6 separate regions of the Mus musculus genome follow, and regions 2, 3, 4, 5 and 6 are each linked to region 1. A link is a contact called in public HiChIP or PLAC-seq and promoter capture Hi-C data. All regions are on one chromosome and are shown on one strand. The core of a region is the stretch at or near the end of the contact, and the rest is flanking DNA. Distances in the headings are between cores, read along the strand shown.

Region 1 (2,837 bases), core at 132-2,631:
GAGTTTTTTACACACACACACACACACCTTACATTATTGCAGTTTGTAATGTGGCTACTTGAGATCTATCTCTCAGGGGATTGTTGTTGGTTGGTTTTCCACGAAAACACTTGCTTGGCCTCAAACATGCAGCAATCCTCCACCTCTACCTCCTAAACGCTGATCACGGGCTTGTGCCACCATGCTTAAGGGGCTCTTTTCTTTTAACTGGCAAACTCTTTCTTAAACAGGGTGATTATATTTTGAATTACCTCTACCCCATCTTGACTAAGGCAGTGAAGGTGCTGGGCAAAACACTTGCTGAATTTCTCTATCCACTTGACCCTCTCTTCAATCGTCCACAGTAAATCTTTGACACTCTGTGCAAGGTCGTCAATCTAGCAGCCCAAAGCCAACACACTTACTTCTTCCACGAGATGGATACAACACCGTGAGGGAAGACATCACCACCTTCTGACTCACGCCATTTGACTTGATTTTGGGCAAATGAATCAATGCCTGAATTGACTGCTGTACACAGCCTCTTTAGAACTCTCTGCGATGGGGTTGAGAAAATTCATCTCCCCTAAGTAGGCCAAAATCACACACACACACACACACACACCACATACACACACACAAAACCTGCCCTTTTCTGAAACTTCTATCAGTGATTCTCCCACGCTCTCACTCCCACCTGGGAGCAAGGCTGCCAAATTACTTGCTGCGTACCTAGTGGCGATGTAGACACGTCTAGCGCTCTAGGTCACGGCCACAACATTTAAACCCACGGGAAGGACTCCTTGAAGGAGGACACCCCCAACCCCCCATGGGCCACTCAGGTCCTAGCCTCATCATACCACGCAGCGCTCTCTATGCCTTCTGTCTCGTGATGCACCCCCCGAAGTCTGGGTTAGCTCAAGGACTCGGGGGAGGCAGAGGGCACAGCCATGGCCAGAGACACCGAGGCTCTTGCGGCTTAAAAAAAAGCTCGGGACCCCGAGAAGAGCACAGGGCCCTGGGAACAGGGCCCAGCGGGCTGAGACCGCAGGGCCACTAGCCGCCTCCTCGGCCAGGACGCCGGAGGGCGCTGTGGGAGCTCGGGAGGGTCTGCTGCCTGGCCTCTCCGGCTGGAACCGGTCGGGGCCCCACACACACTTCGGGCCGGGCGCCCCGCTACGTGGTGGTCTCTCACGAAGCCCCTCTGGGTAACCGCTGAGACGGAAAACAGGAAGCGCTCTGGGCGTACGGGAGAGGCAAGGAGAGCCTCCCGGCTCCACCAGCCCCTCACCTTCATGGCCGCGACCGCCTCGGCTCGGTCGGCTCTACCGGGGAACTCAGCACCATAGCAGCCTCCTCACACAACGGATCTTCCTTCCTTCTAAGGCGGCGAATGCGGCGCCTCCCGAGACCCACTGAGCGTCCCTACGTAAGGGGGCATGGCCACGCTCGGCTCACGCCCCGGGAAGACGCCGAGCGGCGGGCGGAGCCCACCAATCCGAAGCGGGTCTTCGGGGGGCCCGATCACCAAAGCCAATGAAATGGTGAAGAAGGGGCGGGGTTTCGGGCGCAGTCTTGCGAGCGAAGGGGAGAGGGGAGGGGCGGAGGGAAACGGGGCGGGGCGAAGAGGGGCGGGGCGGGGCGTGACGCGACGTGACGCCCGGTCTGTCGGAGAGAAAGCCGCTCAGGCTGAATTGGCTTCCTATTTTGGGTGGATAGCTTCCCTCGGCCCGAGGCAGAAAAAGAGCTGTGGTGAAGTAGGAAACACTGTTGGTTTGAAGCTTTTATTCTAACCTGCGGAGCAGGGCCTCTCTCGGGCTTAACCCATTCTCCGAATGTTCTAGATCTCATCACCAGGAGAACCTCGGATCTCCTCAAGGAAGAGGGGCAGCACGATCTAGGGCGAGCCATTTAGAAGATGTACTGAGAACGGCTGAAGAACCAAAGGCTGTCCAATTCCAATTCTTTGTCGTTCGGTTCGTATGTGTGTGTGTGCGGTTTTCTTTTTAGACAAGATTTTTTCCTGGCTGTGCTGGCCAGAGAACTCCCAGTTTACACCAGGCTGGCTTGGAACTCAGAGAAATCATGCCTGCCTCTCTGCCTTCCGAGTGCTTGAGATTAAAGATGTGTTCCACCACAACTGCGTCCAATTGATGTAATGTTCAAATTTACCCAAGTACTAACTAACCCTTTCAAAGAATTCACATGATCCCTTCAAACTGACGTCGGGGCAGAAAAACAAGTGGCAAAAGATGGTATAAATTTCTTCAGCCTTGCTGGATTAAGGCTTTAATTAGTTGGTTTTCCTACATTTCTTTCTCTCACTTCAAAATAATATTTGAGGTCGGGCGTGGTGGCACACACCTTTAGTCCCAGCACTTGGGAGGCAGAGGTAGGCGGATTTCTGAGTTCGAGGCCAGCCTGGTCTACAAAGTGAGCTCCAGGACAGCCAGGGCTATACAGAGAAACCCTGTCTTAAAAAATAATAAAATAATAATAATAATTGAAATTTTAGAGCTCAAGATGTTACTTCTTCCTTAGCGAAGACCCAGACAACTCCTATTCTTATAATAATAATAATACTTTAAAATTCTTTGTATCTGGTTTTGCCTGCATGTGTATCTGTGCACCACATGTGTACAGTGATCAGGGAAGTCAGATGAGGATGTTGGATGCCCTGCAACTGAATTACAGTTGTGAACCACTATGTGAGTGTTAGAAACCAAACCCAAGTCCTCTGTAAGAACAGCAAGTGCTCTTAACCGCTGAGCCAGCCCCTGTTCTATTCTTTTTCAACATCTGCTTAGATGAACTTTTTGACAGAACACGAATACAGCTGGGTGCAGTGGCACAGGCCT
Region 2 (2,837 bases), core at 224-2,723, 240 kb before region 1:
CTCTGTGTAGCCCTGGCTGTTCTGGAACTCACTCTGTAGGCCAGGCTGGCCTCGAACTCAGAGATCCACCTGCCTCAGCCTCCCAAGTGTAGGGGCTAAAGGCATGGGCCACCACTGCCCGGCTCCTCCCTCGGTCTCTTAGCGCACGATCTTCTATATGCACTGCTTGTCCACGACTTTGATCATGATCCATATTATCTACCATATGCGCATCGTGACCCTTGCCAGACGTTGTCCCTGAGCTGGATTCAGCCTTCAGAACCATAAGCCAAGGCACTTTTCCTTACACAGTCTCCAGTATTTATGGTGACAACATGACATGGATTCCAATTCTTGGGCTTGCCTCGTGGGTTGTATGAACCACAAGCTCTTTCCTACTAACGCTTCACTCTGGGTTTCTGGCCTGCGCTTGCAAAGCTCCTCTAGGGAGGAGTCCCTAGAAGCCGTCTTCCCTTACCCAGTCAACATCACTCAATAAACTTGGTATTGCATTCTTGGAAATAACCCTTCTGACTCATACAAGAGGCTATCCCGATGCTGGGAGAGAGGAACACAGTCAGTTCTCAAATTGCTGCCACACTCCGCTTCCAATGCGTAATGACCATGGAGGGGCGGGAGCCGACAGGAGGGCACAGATCAGTGAGCAGTGGACAGGGTTCAAAGACCCGTTTCTCTTCTTTCTCCCTTTTCTTCCTTCCTTCCTTCTTCAAATAGCATCTCCCTGAAGTCCCCTGGCTGACCTGCAACTCTATACAGACAGGAATGGCCTCCAACTCAAGAGATCCGGATGTCTCTGTGTCCCAAGTATTGGGATCAAAGGCATGTGCCACCATGCCTGGTTTAAACAGTCATTTTCTTAGCTGACACAGAAGCGTACTTAGCAGAGGGGGAAAGGAGCAGGTACCAAGTAGAGTCTAAACTATTATGTCTGCCAGTCAAGAGAGGAAGGTAAAGCAGAAAATTAGGAAGAAGTGAAGGAAGAAAAATAAAAAACAGAACAGGAATGATAGGCATTACCTTCAGCCCCAGCTCTCAGGGGGCAGGGCGGGGGCAGGGGCAGGGGCAGGGGCATCATCACTAGCTCAAGCCAGGCTTGGTCTATATAGCAGATTGTAGGCCAGACAGGACTGCATAGTGAGACTACATCTCAAAAAAGCAATAAACAAATTAATAAATAAAGTGGGGGGGAGGAGAGAACTATTAGCAATGATATCCAAGAATGCATAAGCCAGTCACCCTGGACCATTAATTTGCAAAGGGGGGGGGGCAGAGCTAACAGCCCCCTATCCTTCCAGGGCCTCTCAGAGAGGAAAATTAAGTTTTCCCAATAGGCTTATTCATCCTAAAATAATTTCAAGCTTGCAGAATTTCCAAAGCTGTGTGAAGAACGCCACACTCTAGAGCATCCCCTCCCCCTCCCCACCCTCCATAACAGGCATCTCTCAGGGTACACTATCTCCTGTGCACGTACCCATCTTTTTCTCTATCAGGTATCAGGGACCTGCAGGCAGAGCCTGCCGTCCAAGCCTGTGGAGGCTGTAAGGCAGAAGTGGGTGTTGGAGGGTTGAAAATAATAAAAGTTTTAAAACATCCCATGCCCTGCGAACATTACAGGTCACTGGAATTGCAGCAAACACACGCGCCGTTTTTTACTCCTGCTCCGTCGCGCATGCTCAGTGCTGTAGCAGTCGAGTGAGCGGCATTGACACAGACCGTATGGCTCTTTGCCAAGGAAGTTTACCCATCCTTGTGCTGACGCATTAGGGAGTCGGCCATAACCATTGTACTTCTCAGTTGAGCATCAGAGTGCATCAGCTGGCATCAACGGTATCTGCTACAGTCAGATGCAGTTACTGAGCCTTGATATATGTAACCTGAGGCTTTTGTCGAAGATACCACGGCTCACACGTGCCAACTGCCTTCGTTAAATGTTTTCAATTACATTTAGCTGTTTATTCATGACTTGCCACAGTGCACTCGAGGAGGTCAGAGGGCAGTGTGTAGGTGGAGTGGTTCTGTCCTTCCATCAGGTGGGTCCCCGTGATAGAACTCGGGCCGCCGTCAGGCTTGGCATCTTATCTGCTGAGCCACCTTTCAGCCCAGTTTCTTTTGCCAAAATTGTCCCTCAGATCTCAGATCCCATTCAATTTTACACTGAGTATTTGCACGGGCATGTGAGTATGTGTGTGTGTTTCTTCAACCTAGAACTTCAACTTTTGAACTCCTCTGCCTCCTGAGTGCTGGGATTTAAGGCTTAAGCCACCCACTGCCTGGCCTGAACTGATATCTTTCAAGTCCATTTCTATCATTGAGAGAAAGTCTCTCAACCTGGGCTCAACCTGATGCTTCCATAGGATTTGGTTCTGATTTCATAGTGGGCCTGGATCTGATGACAGGCTTCCTGTCATCCGTGGTGTCAGCCTGGAGTGTTTGGTAAAGGTGTCCCTCCAAGGATCTACTGTAGAGTGATCATCTTTTTTTTTTTTCTTTAATATTTATTATATACTGTACACTGTAGCTGTCCTCAGACACACCAGAAGAGGGCATCAGATCTCATTACAGATGGTTGTCAACCACCATGTGGTTGCTGGGAATTGAACCCAGGACCTCTGGAAGAACAGGCAGTGCTCTTAACCTCTGAGCCATCTCTCCAGCACCCAAGTGATCAACTTTTGCTATTTGCAATTAGTAAGTTTTCTTGGGACTGGGCAGGTAGCACAGTCAAGTGCCTGCCTGCCTGCCTGCCTGCCTTGCACGTGGGAGGCCCCAGCAACAGAAATGATAGATACAATGAAATAAGTTCTTGGAGGGAGAAAGACCCCCGTGGGGATGGATGA
Region 3 (2,837 bases), core at 243-2,742, 240 kb after region 1:
TTGGGGAGGAAATGATTTACTTAGTTTACAGATCATAGTCCGTCATCAGGAAAGAAAAGGCAGGAGCTTGAAGCAGGAACCACAAAGGAATACTTCTTACTGGCCTGCTTCTCCTGAGATTCTCAGCTACCTTTCTTACATCGGCCAGGCCCACATGCCCAGGGGTGGCCTTGCTCACAACGGGCCCGGCCCTCCTACACACAATAAATTAATGATGTAATAAAATAAAAAGCAAGGTCGGAGGTGTAACTCAGTGGTAGAGTTCTTTCCTAGCACAGGCTATAGGAGAACAGGATGAGGAGGTGGAGGAAGAGGGGGTGGAGCGGGAGGTGAGGTAGAAGTGACAAGCTTTCAGAACCGCTGTTAGAGCCTGTTAGAAATCTATTCAAAATCTCAAACACAGTTCAGTTAGAAGGTACCATTAGGAGCTTACATACCAGACTTGACCAGGCGTCTCTGGGGGGAAAAGAAAAGCTACCCACAGTTTGTTTCAGACAGAATAAGCAAGGTCTCTATGCTGTAAAACTGTTGCTAGGAATGTCTTCTTAGACTCCTCAGTGAATCCCACCAAGGAATCACAGGGTGAAGTCAGTTCCTCCTTTCGTCTGTAGCAGGTGGGGACACCACAATCTGTCTCTGTGGAACCTGTCTCTAGGTTTGTGTGCCAAGCGCCTTTACCAGTTGAGCTACCTCAACAGGTCATTTGGATTCTTTTTACTGGTCTTTAAACAGCGCTCTGTCTAATGGAGACATGACAGTATGATTCCTTCAGCCATCCCTGTCCCCCAGTAAACGTCACACATACTCTGTCATCACTGAGACATCTTGGTACATTTCTCTCCGTCCTGGGCTGTTTAACTATATTGCCTCTCTTTCCCCATCATCTCTGTGAGGACAGAACCAACCCTATTGGGTCTTGTTCTCTATTGCATTTCCAGCAGTCAGCAGTATGGAATGCCTAATTTATCATTTGTTAGCTTGAGGTTGTGGCAAGTCTGGTATTACATTTACTGTTTCTCCAAGGATGTCTGAGCATCTAACCTAGTTTTCAGAGTAGGCCTCCATTTGTCCCGGTCTGTCTCTCCTCTCCATGTCTGGGTCTCTCAATCCATAGTTTATAATTGTTCCATGCATGATTTAACCTGGAGATTCTTTCGTCGAAAACCTAAATTCGGAAACCACGCCCAATGCTTTCTGACCCCAAACCCTATCCAGTCCTGCTTCAAACAAGTCGCCCCAAGTTTGGTAAATAAATGAATGAATGAATGAAACAGCACACGCAAACAGCACAGGTTAAGCCCTTTGTCAAGGTGAGAACGGTAGACGGTTCGCAAAGGTTATTATCAGCAGGAGTCTAAGTGGGAATAACAGCCAGAGTCACCCTAGGCTTTCTGCAGAGGTTCGGAACCCCAGGTACCAGGGCCAAGCTTTCCAGCCCGAGGCTCCGCCCTCCGGTGTGCGCGCGCCCCCCTCCTCCCCGAGCCAGAGGAAGTGACGTCACCGCATGGCAACCGTTGCCAAGGAGCGGTCTCTAAGAACCCGCAAGCGCCCCAGTGCCTCCCGAGGGTGGGGAGGTGGTTTCGTGAGGAGGATTTGAGGTAACCCCCGCCAACTCGCGGTCGGGAACTCCGCGAACCCCCGAATCCCGTCAAGCTGCGCCCGCTCCCGGCCGGTGGCGGCAGCAGGGCCTGTCGGGGGGCGGGGGGTCGGCCGCGCGGGTCCCCCTCGGTCTCCGGGCGTCGCAGGAGGCCGTAGGCCTGCGCGCGCTGCCCCGGCTGGGCCGGATACCACGCGCGTCCTGGTTTTAATTCTTGCCCCGGCTCCCCCTGGGTGCTGCAGTGGGTGAGTGCTGGTGAATTAGCTCGGCCGGTTGCGCTGGAAGAGGGAGAGTAATTGCTTTTGCTAATTTTAGCGCGCAGCGCCCGGCGGGCAGCGACAGCCCTACCTGGTTCAAGAGCATCTCTGTCCTCTGAAAGCTGGTGGGGCAACGCAGCTCATTTCTTTTCTTAAAAAAGTTTGGAAACTTGGCGTGTATTAGTTGCGCATAATGGGTACCACTGTATTCACACATGCATACATATAGTGTATTCCATCACCCCATCCCCGTTTCTCGCTCTTCGCTTTCCTGCTCCCACGGAATCCATTTCCTAACCCTTCTCCCTTCGACTTTTTTGCCCCCACCTCACTCCCCTTTTCTTTTGGAGGTCCAATGAGTTTAATTATGGTTCCCCACCCTTAGCAACCATTAAGTTGCCTGTAATAATCGTGAGCCCCTCCCCTTTTCTTCTCTTGGCAACATTTTCTTGCTTATCCAGATATTTGGTTTGATTTTGTGTTTCTCAGAGAAGAAAAAGCCGTATGGACAACTTCTAAATTAGTTTAAATATATGTGGATATAAGGATGTGTATTATATTTTTACAGTTGAAAACTTGAGCCTCCCAAGTTTTTAAAAAGTAAAGATATTCTCTGTAATTTATTTATTTCTGGCTTGTTTTTTGAGACAATGCTTCTCTGTAGAGTCCTGGCTGGCCAGGAACTCACTCTGTAGACCAGGCTGGCCTCAAACTCAGAAATCCTCCTGCCTCTGCCTCCTAGCACTGAGATTAAAATTGCACACTACTATCCCTGAGATAGTCTTTATATATAAACTTAAAAAGAAACCTTAAATTTAGCAACCATACTGGTTGTGCCATCCTTTCTTATCTTTTAGAACAACTTTATTTCCTTCCTTCTAGCTTCCTTCCTCCTTTCCTTCCTTCCTTTCTTCCAAATGTCTTCTAAATGTAAGCTTCACCCACCCAATTAAAGAACCCATTTCATGCCAGACTTGGTGGCT
Region 4 (2,837 bases), core at 177-2,676, 230 kb before region 1:
TGGGAAAAATTGTTAAGGATATGGCTGAGTCTTTTCCCCGTGGGTGGAACCAAAAGGGATCCTCTGGGAACTATGAGGAACCCAAGACCTCAGATCTGAAAGAGAAGGCACCAACCCATCCATATATGCTGGAGGGACTACGAAGGGATGACAGTCCTGGGTCTCTTAAGTCTCTGCCCATGCCGATCTGCTGCTCAGGTTCACCGGCATCCTTCTGTAACATCGGCAGCCTCACTTTACAAAGACCCATCACAGACCTCCCTTGACAGCATTCTCCTCTGGACATTGCAGGAGGTCAGCCCAACTGAGAACGCTACAGGGACAAGGGGAATGACAAAGTAACCATTGAGAGGAGGAGAGAGTGAATGCGAGGAAGCCATGTGTTGTTCCTCTTGGCCGTCCCCAAGGTTTCCTGAGTCTCTAGTCCCCAGAGCATATAGCTGAGGCCTCTCTGGACCCTCCTGATAGGACCGGGTGGCGATGCTATCCTCTCAAGAGCCCAGCTCTTATACCAACCTTCAACACACCAGGTGGAACGCTCTGTGCCAAAACGGTGAGGGGTTGGGTGCAGCCCTCTATCACCGGGTGAGGCAGCCAGCTGTCAGAACTGACAGATGCCTGCCATCCACAATGGTAAACTCAGCTCGCAGCAGCCGATAAGCAGAACCACATCAGAGCTCCCAAAGTCAAGGCTATGACTGAGGGGTCTCTGAGACTTAAAAACTGCCTAAGGGGCCAAGATGAAAGCAGCCAAGCACAACTCTCAAACCGCAGTTGCAGCGAGGGCTGCCCAGCCAGCACAGAGCGTGTAGTAAGGAGTTGAACAGCCAACTGCAACTGGAGGGTTGGGGGGAAGATCCCTTGTGTGGGGGTTGGTCTGGTGTCCTTTGAGTATCACAGTTTCCTCGTGAACACACCTGGAACTTGCCTCGGGGGCCAGAGACGAACTTTCTGTAGCGAAGGGAGAGCGTGGAGCAAAGAGTGGATGAGAGGGCGCGAGAATGAGGGGCGCCCCAAGAGACTGAGGAGCCAAAGCGCTGCTACATAGGAAGGGGCTGCGCCAGGCCACCCACCAGCCCATCGGACGCACAGCCCGGGCCACCGTCTGGGTCCTATCGCCCCACCTCCGGGCTGGGATGGCTAGATAGGGAAGGCACAAGCACCGCAGGTAGCAAGAGTGGCGGGACCAGGTGGCCCGGTCCTACCTGCAGCTCCTGAAATTCTCCCTCCAGCTCGTGCCACTCGCGCTCGCAACGCTCCAGCTGGCCGGACATGGTGCAATGGTGCAAGGCGGCGGCGGCGGCGGCGACGAAACCCGCAGCGTGACCCGTCCGGCCACCAGCAGCCCACGCCCGCCCGCTCACTAGCCGCCTCCCGAGGCACCAGCTGTTCCTGCGCAGCCGGAGCCACGCGCGCACCTGACGTCACGGGCCCCGCCCCGGCGCCAGCCTCACCCCCTCGCCCGAGGGTGGGGCCCGCGCATGCGCATGGGCGATCCCCCGGGCTCTGGCCTCGTGGCGGGTGCAACTCTTCAGTCTTCTTTGGGTCTCTTCACTCCTCGTGTGTAGGTAGTAGGTTTCTCGTCGGAGTGGGTGGAGGGTTTATGTGTAAGCTGCATTTATGGCTTATGTTACTTAGATTATCTTTGTGGGAGAGTGAGGTGGAAATGATTTGGAGGAGGTAAAGGGAAAATTCATGTATTCCTTCACATTGCCTGACCTAGGCCAAAGCCAGTGCCCTGAAATGACAGCTTTGACAGTGACCGCGTAGTAAGGTCAAGGGCAGGATGGGAAAAATGCAGACTTGGCTCTGTCATCTCACGCTGGCGATGATATTTATTGCAACCAATACAGCCTAGATACATCCCTGTCCTCTAAGACACTGGGTGACTCTTGACAGCTGGTGCTGTCAGTCAAAAGCCACAACCACCAAGTTTATGGAATACAGTTGCCTCCCTTTCCGTGCCAAGTCCGAAAAGACCTGCACAAGCCTGGCTTTTCCAACCACACCTCCTATCTCCCTGCCCTAAATCCAGCTCTCCGGCCATTGTTTTTATCCTGACTTGACATTCCTCCCTCTGAATCATCATGCAGTGGCTTCTTGCTCACTCCTGGAACCTCATTCAAATGACACCTGCAGCTGGGTGTGATATTGCATACCAGCCTTGACAACGTAGTAAGACTTGTCTCAACAAACAAACAAACAAACAAACAAATAAAATATCAAATGATGCCTGTCGGGGCTGGAGGGAAAAACTTCAGTGGTTAAGGGTGTGTGTTCTGCAGTTTGGGTGGCACATGCCTTTCATTGAAGCACTCCAGGGCCAGAGGCAGATAGATCTCTGTGGGTTTGAGACCAGCCTGGTCTACATAGCTCAGGGCCAGCTCCACAGTAAGACCCTGTAAAATTAATTAAAATTAAAAGGACACCTGCATTAGTTTCACAGGGCTATGCTTAGCTACAAGTGGGTGGCCTAGACAATAGAAGTGCATTTATCTCACAGCGACCAACCTGAAACGAAAGTGTCATGACTCCTGAGACCCTGGGTAGGGCCTTGCCTTGCTACCTAGTAGCCATGACAGTGACTGTTGAGCCTACATACTCCATGGCTTTCATCTGCATTGCTCCATTCTCTCTGACCAGTAGTTACAGGGCCTCTCTGTGTGCCCTCTCTTATGAAGACACTGTGAATGAAAATCCCCAGAAGGGCTAGAGAGATGGGTCAGCCTCAGCGGTTAAGAGCACTGGCTGCTCTCCCAGAGATCCTGAGTTCAATTCCCAGCAGTCACATGAAAGAGCTAGAGAAAGTACCCAAGGAGCTGAAGGTGCTTGCAGCC
Region 5 (2,837 bases), core at 141-2,640, 200 kb after region 1:
GAAAACCCACCCAGCAGGGCTCAGTCCACCACAGAACTGCGACAACAACCCCAGCTGTGTGAAGCCCTTCAGGTCCACAGGAGTTTGAATAGCTAGACCACACTGTGTATGTTCGGATGCACATTAGGGCGTGGATGCGTTTACTGAGTGGACCAGAGATAAGAGTATGGACAAATGAGAGGAGACACTCATGCAGGTGGAATGGTCCAGGCCAGAATGTAGTGTAGACTAAATTCCCCTCCCCAGAGTCATGTGGTGCCCTCAGGCTGGCTGCCTTGTGGAGGCCTTGGGTTTCATCTGCTGTGGGTGATCCTCTTGGTTCCAACAGCAGCATGTTTTCTGAGGGCTCACGGTGTACCGTGAGGCTATGCCTTAAGTAGTCTCTGGTATAAAATAGGGCCTTCCAGTTATCCTCCTGAATTTGTGAGGCTTCAGTGAGATGTGAACTAGATCACACACATGCCAGGAATCAGAACTGTTGTGAGCTGTTGCACAGAGCGCCGGCAAAGGAAAGAGTAGGTGTTTACACTGGCCCCTGGGCTGCAGCCCGAGACCAGGGTGTGGGCAGACAAAAACTTCTTGGTTCCCAGAATGCATCTCAGCCCTGCGTCCTATCAGAGTGGGTCCCCTGCTTACCTCAGGACACAGCGTCTGCACTTGGCCTTCTGACTTGACATAGTTTGTCATGACAAAGAATGAGTTCCCCTGCAGAGAGAAATGGAGGGACAAAGGCCAGGCCTTAGGGAGCAGAACTCCTTAAGCTGTCATAATGTGTTTTGCTAAGTGCTAGGGGGGCGAGCCTTTGTACTCTTGGAAGCCTTTTGAAACCAGCCGTGGGCAGCGCAAGGACTCTGCTGAGGGCTTAATATCAAAGCCGCAGGAACTGTTCCCACTGGGCAAGGGGGAGCAGAGGAGATTTCAAAGGAGGGGGAGCAGTCATTTTCTGAGCCAGCCTCAAAAGCAGCTGTTTCATTTTCTGACACAGTAAAAATCCCATTAAATCGAGACTCTGGAGAGCCAGGGATGCGGAGGTGGGGTGTGGGCTGCACCCTGGGCAGGCTGTTCAGATTTCTCAAGGCTTAATGGAAGGCCACAGGGCTTCCCACTACCTGGGCAATCAGTGGCTTTTGTGGTTTCTAGCTGGAAACAAATAGCAGCTTGGGCCTGATGCTTTTGCCAAGTGCCCTACCTCCCCAGGGTGGCGAATGGGCCATTTTGTTCCTTCCCCACCATCTGTTCCTAACTCCTCGGCCCCTCTTTTATTTCTCCTTTTTTGGTAACCGCTTTCATTTTCTCGGCTTTGCAAACTCAGCTAACCATACACTTCTCCGTGGTCTACCCCTTCTCTTTCTTCGTCACCACATCCTTTCTTTTGAAAGACTTGAGAATCATCTCCTGGCGACCTTTTTCAATAACAGAACACACAAACCTCATAGAGGACAAGCCCTCTGCCCTTCTGAACCCGGGCTGAGCTTGCCAGGCAGTGACCCTACTCCTAAAGCCCTGTGCGTCCTAGTGTGAGTGAATGAGATCGTGTTTGGAACGCGCCAGGACGCGCGGTGCTATTTTGAGCAGCCCGGTAGGACTGGATAAAGCAAAGACGCATCTTCTTTGATGCAGCTGGATGTGACCCAGTTTTGCCATTTTTAGGTTTTCTCAGTTGGGATTTTTTTTTTCTCACAGGTTTTAAATAGGGCCAGTGTCTCTTTTCTTTTGAGACAAGGTCTTATGTATTCCAGGCTGACCTCAAACTCACTGTGCATCTGAGGGTGACCTTGAACAGCTGATTCTCCAGCCTTGATCTCCTGGGGCTGCAGGGTTTCATGCTTACTAGCCAAGCATTCTACCAGTTGAGCTACATATTCTTAGTCCCAAACTCTCTTTTTTTATTTTTATTTTTTAATGAGACCCTAGACCCCTAAGGATGGGGATGGGGACAGAAACGTGACCTGGAATTCCACGGCACTCACCTGCAAAGGGAAGGTGTAGTCTGCAGTGTCAAAGATGCTGTGTCCTAACTTCGTCACCCCACCCTCTGTGACATTCTCCGTCACCTCTGCTATGCCTTTGACCTTGGTGTGCACGGAGCTGATAACAGGCTCTTTCCGCTGGTACAGCTTATCGCTCACCAAAGCAAAGCTGAGGACAGAGGAAAAAACTTCAGTGGCTTCCTCACAACAGAGGACAGCAGTTTGGGCGGTAGATTCTTGGGGGAAGGGGTGTCACTGGAGCTGCTGCTGGTGACAGTCTGCTTCTGCTTCCTTGGGACTCTCCCTGCTACAAACTGGGGCTACCAGCTGTACCTGCCTCTCCCATTATCACTACCTACTTTAGATGGCAATCTCAACTCAGAGATCTGCTCTGGGTGAGTTGAATGGCTCTGTCCCAGACTCAGTGCCACACTGGCTTGGCTTGCTCTTGTTTCAGGGGATTACATTCTCTCTCTCTCTCTCTCTCTCTCTCTCAGATAGGGAGACAGGACCTGTCTATACTGGTGCCCTCCTGGTCCACACCGGGACACCCTTCAAATTCACAAAGCCCCTCCTAGCTCTGCCTCTTGAGTGCTGGGATTAAAGGCATGTGCCACCACACCCTCCATTTATAAGAAATGCACAGAATCAATAAATCTATACAGAAGGAAAATGGATAGTTGCCAGGAGAGGAGAAATGGAGAGGGGCCGTTAATGGGTATATTACTTCCTTTTAAGATGACAGAAATACATTGGTAGACAAAGGCATTATTACAGGATATCGTGTACCTCTTAAATGACACTGGTGACATTAAATGACATTTTTACATTAAAATAGTCCTTCATTCCTCCCCCTTTTAGGTGGTC
Region 6 (2,837 bases), core at 129-2,628, 140 kb after region 1:
TCCAGACCTAACACCAAAGCAGGAGACCTGTTGATTTATTATTTAGTTGGGACACTGTAATAATTCTGGTTGTCCTGAAACTATGTAGACCAGGCTGGCTTTGAACTCATAGATATCTGCCTACCTGTCTCTCACCAGTGCTAGGATTAAAGGCTGTATCTTAGGCATTCTTAACCATCTCTCTGGGCCATCTCTCCAGCCACCTGTGTACCTATTTCATATACCTAAGGCCACACAAAGCTTTCTCAGGTGAGTGTGGTCAGGCACAGAGGTCTTACAGCTCTGAGTCAGTTTGTGAATTGGCAATCTATCTGTGTTTTTTGTGGATTCCTAAGTGACTCCAATGTGTTGTTTGGGGACCCGTGCTTTAGGCCCTTTAGTAAGAAAACAGATCCACCTGTCACGCTAGCAGCTGTTGACACTCGAATACCTTGAAATTGGGCCCAGGAGGCAAGGTAAGGTTCACCATCTCTCCTGGGGTGTATTACAGCCTTACAGGTGCATCCAATTAAAATTAAACGTTTCATAACGCCTAGTGATGGGAGGGTATATATAAACAGTAATGAAGAGCAGAGTTTAGAATCAAAATCAGGCGGGTACTCATATTCCCAACCAATCCAACAAAACAAAGGAAGTGACCTTGGGACACTTTTGGGAAGTGTGACATCTCAAGGGTACTGGGTTATCAGAAGCTTCTTAAGGTAACAGAAACCACAGACCCAGAAAGTACCGAATGAAAACCACAAGCCTTGGTTTCTGTCCGAGTTTGAAAAGGAACCGAAGAGAAGTCCGTGACGCACAGAGTTAAGCCTTCCCTGCCCTGCCCCTCCACCAAGCCAAGGCGCAGCATGAAGCAAGTCGGGAGGGAAGGATGCGAGAAAGATGGGGTGACAGTCTAGCTAAGACGAGGCTTAGCTCCCAGGACGTCCAGTAGTCCCCAGTGTCCTGTTCAAGCTGGTTCCAGGTGGCTTGGCTAGAGCCCGGCGAGGGCGTGTCGCCGCCCCTTGAACTCGGGGAGGAGGGGCTTGGCCGGCTCAGCTATTGCCCCAGACCCAGAGAGCGAGCAAGGGGGCGCTGCCAGGTCCCGACAGTCTGGGTTGCCCCCAGCCGCGGCCCCTCCCCAGGCCCGCTCACCCAATGACGTAAGCCAGGATGAGCAGCTGCACCACGCGGTTCATGAGCCCCACTTTACGGCTGCGGATGAGCACGATGCGCGGCGTGTCGTACTCGAACAGGAAAGCCCGGAGCACGGAGCAGCAGCCTGCCATGGCTCCGCCGCCCGCTGCTCCGCGTCGTGGCCACCGCGGGTCGCCTTGTCGCTGCCACCACCACCACCGGGTCCGGGCAGCAGCCCCGCCCAGCAGCTCGGCCCGGAAATAGGCGGCGCGCGACCTGAGGAGCGCGTCTCCTCCCCCTCTGCCACCCCAGGGTGACGCCCCAACTCGTGACCCTCTCAAAGGGACGATCTAAAAAGCAAGAGTGGTATAGCACTAAGGGACGAATTACCTCTGGAGCAGGGAGCAAGGTCAGCTCCCGGAGGGACAAGGATAATGACGCCCTCAGGCCTAGGATTGAAAGGCAGACAGTTGAGTTCTGTTGCAAAGGACAGCTCTGCGGTTCAGATATAGGATAACGAGCCGTGCGCCAGGGGAACTTGGATAGGAGTTACATTCCTAGAGGACCCGAGTGCTGAAGAGTCAGTCCCCTGACTGAAGGAGGCAAACTTGATCTGGATGTAGTGGAGGGAGCCCCGCTGTGCTGCTTTATGAAACTATAGGGTGGGTGAATAAGTACCTGGTGTACTAGGATGTCTGCAGAAGTCAGCCACAAATGCCACCATATACCCCTCTTAGGCCTGAAGCCGATCCATGTCCCTACCCCTAGTCAGATAACTGTCGTAGTTGCACCTGAGAGGAGGCAACAGCCAGCACCTGGGGGGTGGGGGGGGGTCCCTGTAGCCATCTTGCTATTGAGAATGGCTTACCGCAAGCTTAGGGAGAATTGGAAAAATTCAAGCCCGTGGGGAGACACCATTGTTAAGGTCACATATATCCATTCCCTTCCGAAGTTTTTTTAATAGGCGTTTTATATTAAGTGTAACAGATACATCCAAGTACCCTTATACCAGGTACTGTCCAGCAAGCATAGTGAGAGCATCTCAGCCCTGTGCAGTATAAATATAGCAGGTAATATACACAAGGCTTGAGGTTCTAATCAGACTCCTCGCGGTTCTTTTCATTTTCTGCTCCATGCATCTTTTATTTCATCTGAGTTAGCTTCAGCTTCTGGTCACTTGGCTCCATGGATCTGAGAGAGCATGGTGGACCTTACAGAAAGGCATGGGGACAAGGTGTGTCTTTCCACCACCAGGTCCCAGGGAATTAGTTATTCCAGCTGGCTTCACCTCCTTTGTACCGCCTCCCAATGCTAAGATAAGATTTGCCGTTATGTCATAGCTCCCAATGTTAAGGTCTCTCAGCATCCAGTCCCCTCTCAGCATTATCTCCCACGTAGGGAAGAAGCCTTCAACACATGAAGGTTTGGGAAGAACTCTTCATACACAAGTCATAGTGCCCTGTTACCAGCGACTCATCACGGGATTTGAATGATTTTGAGTTTTAATCTAAGGCCTAGTGGGAAAACATGCCAGCCTGGTGTGGTGGCACATGCCTGTTATCCCAGCAGTCCGAAAGCAGAGCTGGGAGGATTGGCACAAGTTCAAAGCCAGCCTGGTTTATATACCTAGTTCTAACTATAGAGTGAGACCTTGTTTCCGTCTATAGTCAGTGAGTAGGATAGATGCTGCCAAATTTGACAACCTGAGTTTAATCCCTAGA

What was found. Promoter capture Hi-C pulls out the DNA fragments that hold promoters and counts their contacts. HiChIP or PLAC-seq counts read pairs in DNA pulled down with a chosen protein or histone mark. Capture Hi-C pulls out chosen DNA fragments and counts their contacts.
Region 2: a contact with region 1 is called in a promoter capture Hi-C map of fetal liver, with 4 times the contacts expected there. The contact joins the enhancer-like site here to the promoter of Rnf34 in region 1. A contact is called at or near these places in 4 of 39 promoter capture datasets (the SN4741 cell line, fetal liver, hippocampal neurons and 1 more) and 1 of 9 other capture datasets (liver).
Region 3: a contact with region 1 is called in a promoter capture Hi-C map of the SN4741 cell line, with 2.1 times the contacts expected there. The contact joins the promoter of Ift81 here to the promoter of Rnf34 in region 1. A contact is called at or near these places in 8 of 39 promoter capture datasets (the SN4741 cell line, cranial neural crest, frontonasal cranial neural crest and 4 more) and 1 of 115 datasets of contacts at active chromatin or transcription factors (large pre-B cells).
Region 4: a promoter capture Hi-C map of adipose tissue shows a contact between it and region 1. The contact joins the promoter of Tmem120b here to the promoter of Rnf34 in region 1. A contact is called at or near these places in 2 of 39 promoter capture datasets (hippocampal neurons and liver), 1 of 484 Hi-C or Micro-C datasets (muscle stem cells), 2 of 115 datasets of contacts at active chromatin or transcription factors (effector CD8 T cells and embryonic stem cells) and 3 of 9 other capture datasets (adipose tissue, liver and pancreatic islet).
Region 5: a contact with region 1 is called in an H3K4me3 HiChIP or PLAC-seq map of bone marrow-derived macrophages, with 4 times the contacts expected there. The contact joins the enhancer-like site here to the promoter of Rnf34 in region 1. A contact is called at or near these places in 8 of 39 promoter capture datasets (the 3T3-L1 cell line, 3T3-L1-derived adipocytes, the SN4741 cell line and 4 more) and 2 of 115 datasets of contacts at active chromatin or transcription factors (bone marrow-derived macrophages and embryonic limb bud).
Region 6: a contact with region 1 is called in a promoter capture Hi-C map of pancreatic islet. The contact joins the promoter of P2rx4 here to the promoter of Rnf34 in region 1. A contact is called at or near these places in 5 of 39 promoter capture datasets (the C10 cell line, embryonic stem cells, liver and 2 more), 1 of 115 datasets of contacts at active chromatin or transcription factors (embryonic stem cells) and 3 of 9 other capture datasets (adipose tissue, liver and pancreatic islet).

What each region holds. Positions count from the first base shown.
Region 1 is chr5:122,848,732-122,851,568 of GRCm38.p6, reverse strand. Rnf34 (ring finger protein 34) reads right to left here and starts at 1,381. Exons shown (of 6, transcript NM_030564.1): 1 at 1,271-1,381. The coding sequence starts at 1,276. It overlaps Gm33044 (predicted gene, 33044), which reads left to right and starts at 1,633. Exons shown (of 2, transcript NR_169045.1): 1 at 1,633-1,736; 2 at 1,824-2,119.
Region 2 is chr5:123,093,532-123,096,368 of GRCm38.p6, reverse strand. The region is part of intron 1 of Tmem120b (transmembrane protein 120B); the gene reads right to left. Among named protein-coding and RNA genes, the nearest start is that of Tmem120b, 19 kb to the right of the region's middle. Within about 2 kb of position 1,473, at least 41 of the 459 cell types and tissues checked have an H3K27ac peak or open chromatin away from gene starts, as enhancers often do. A contact at or near this core is called in fetal liver, where this site is marked.
Region 3 is chr5:122,613,199-122,616,035 of GRCm38.p6, reverse strand. It overlaps Ift81 (intraflagellar transport 81), which reads left to right and starts at 1,492. Exons shown (of 19, transcript NM_009879.4): 1 at 1,492-1,598.
Region 4 is chr5:123,074,864-123,077,700 of GRCm38.p6, reverse strand. It overlaps Tmem120b (transmembrane protein 120B), which reads right to left and starts at 1,426. Exons shown (of 12, transcript NM_001039723.2): 1 at 1,206-1,426. The coding sequence starts at 1,274.
Region 5 is chr5:122,652,029-122,654,865 of GRCm38.p6, reverse strand. It overlaps P2rx7 (purinergic receptor P2X, ligand-gated ion channel, 7), which reads right to left. Exons shown (of 13, transcript NM_011027.4): 2 at 1,971-2,139; 3 at 637-705. Among named protein-coding and RNA genes, the nearest start is that of P2rx7, 9.5 kb to the right of the region's middle. Within about 2 kb of position 1,390, at least 139 of the 459 cell types and tissues checked have an H3K27ac peak or open chromatin away from gene starts, as enhancers often do. A contact at or near this core is called in bone marrow-derived macrophages, embryonic limb bud, hippocampal neurons and 1 more, where this site is marked.
Region 6 is chr5:122,706,085-122,708,921 of GRCm38.p6, reverse strand. P2rx4 (purinergic receptor P2X, ligand-gated ion channel 4) reads right to left here and starts at 1,378. Exons shown (of 12, transcript NM_011026.3): 1 at 1,135-1,378. The coding sequence starts at 1,268.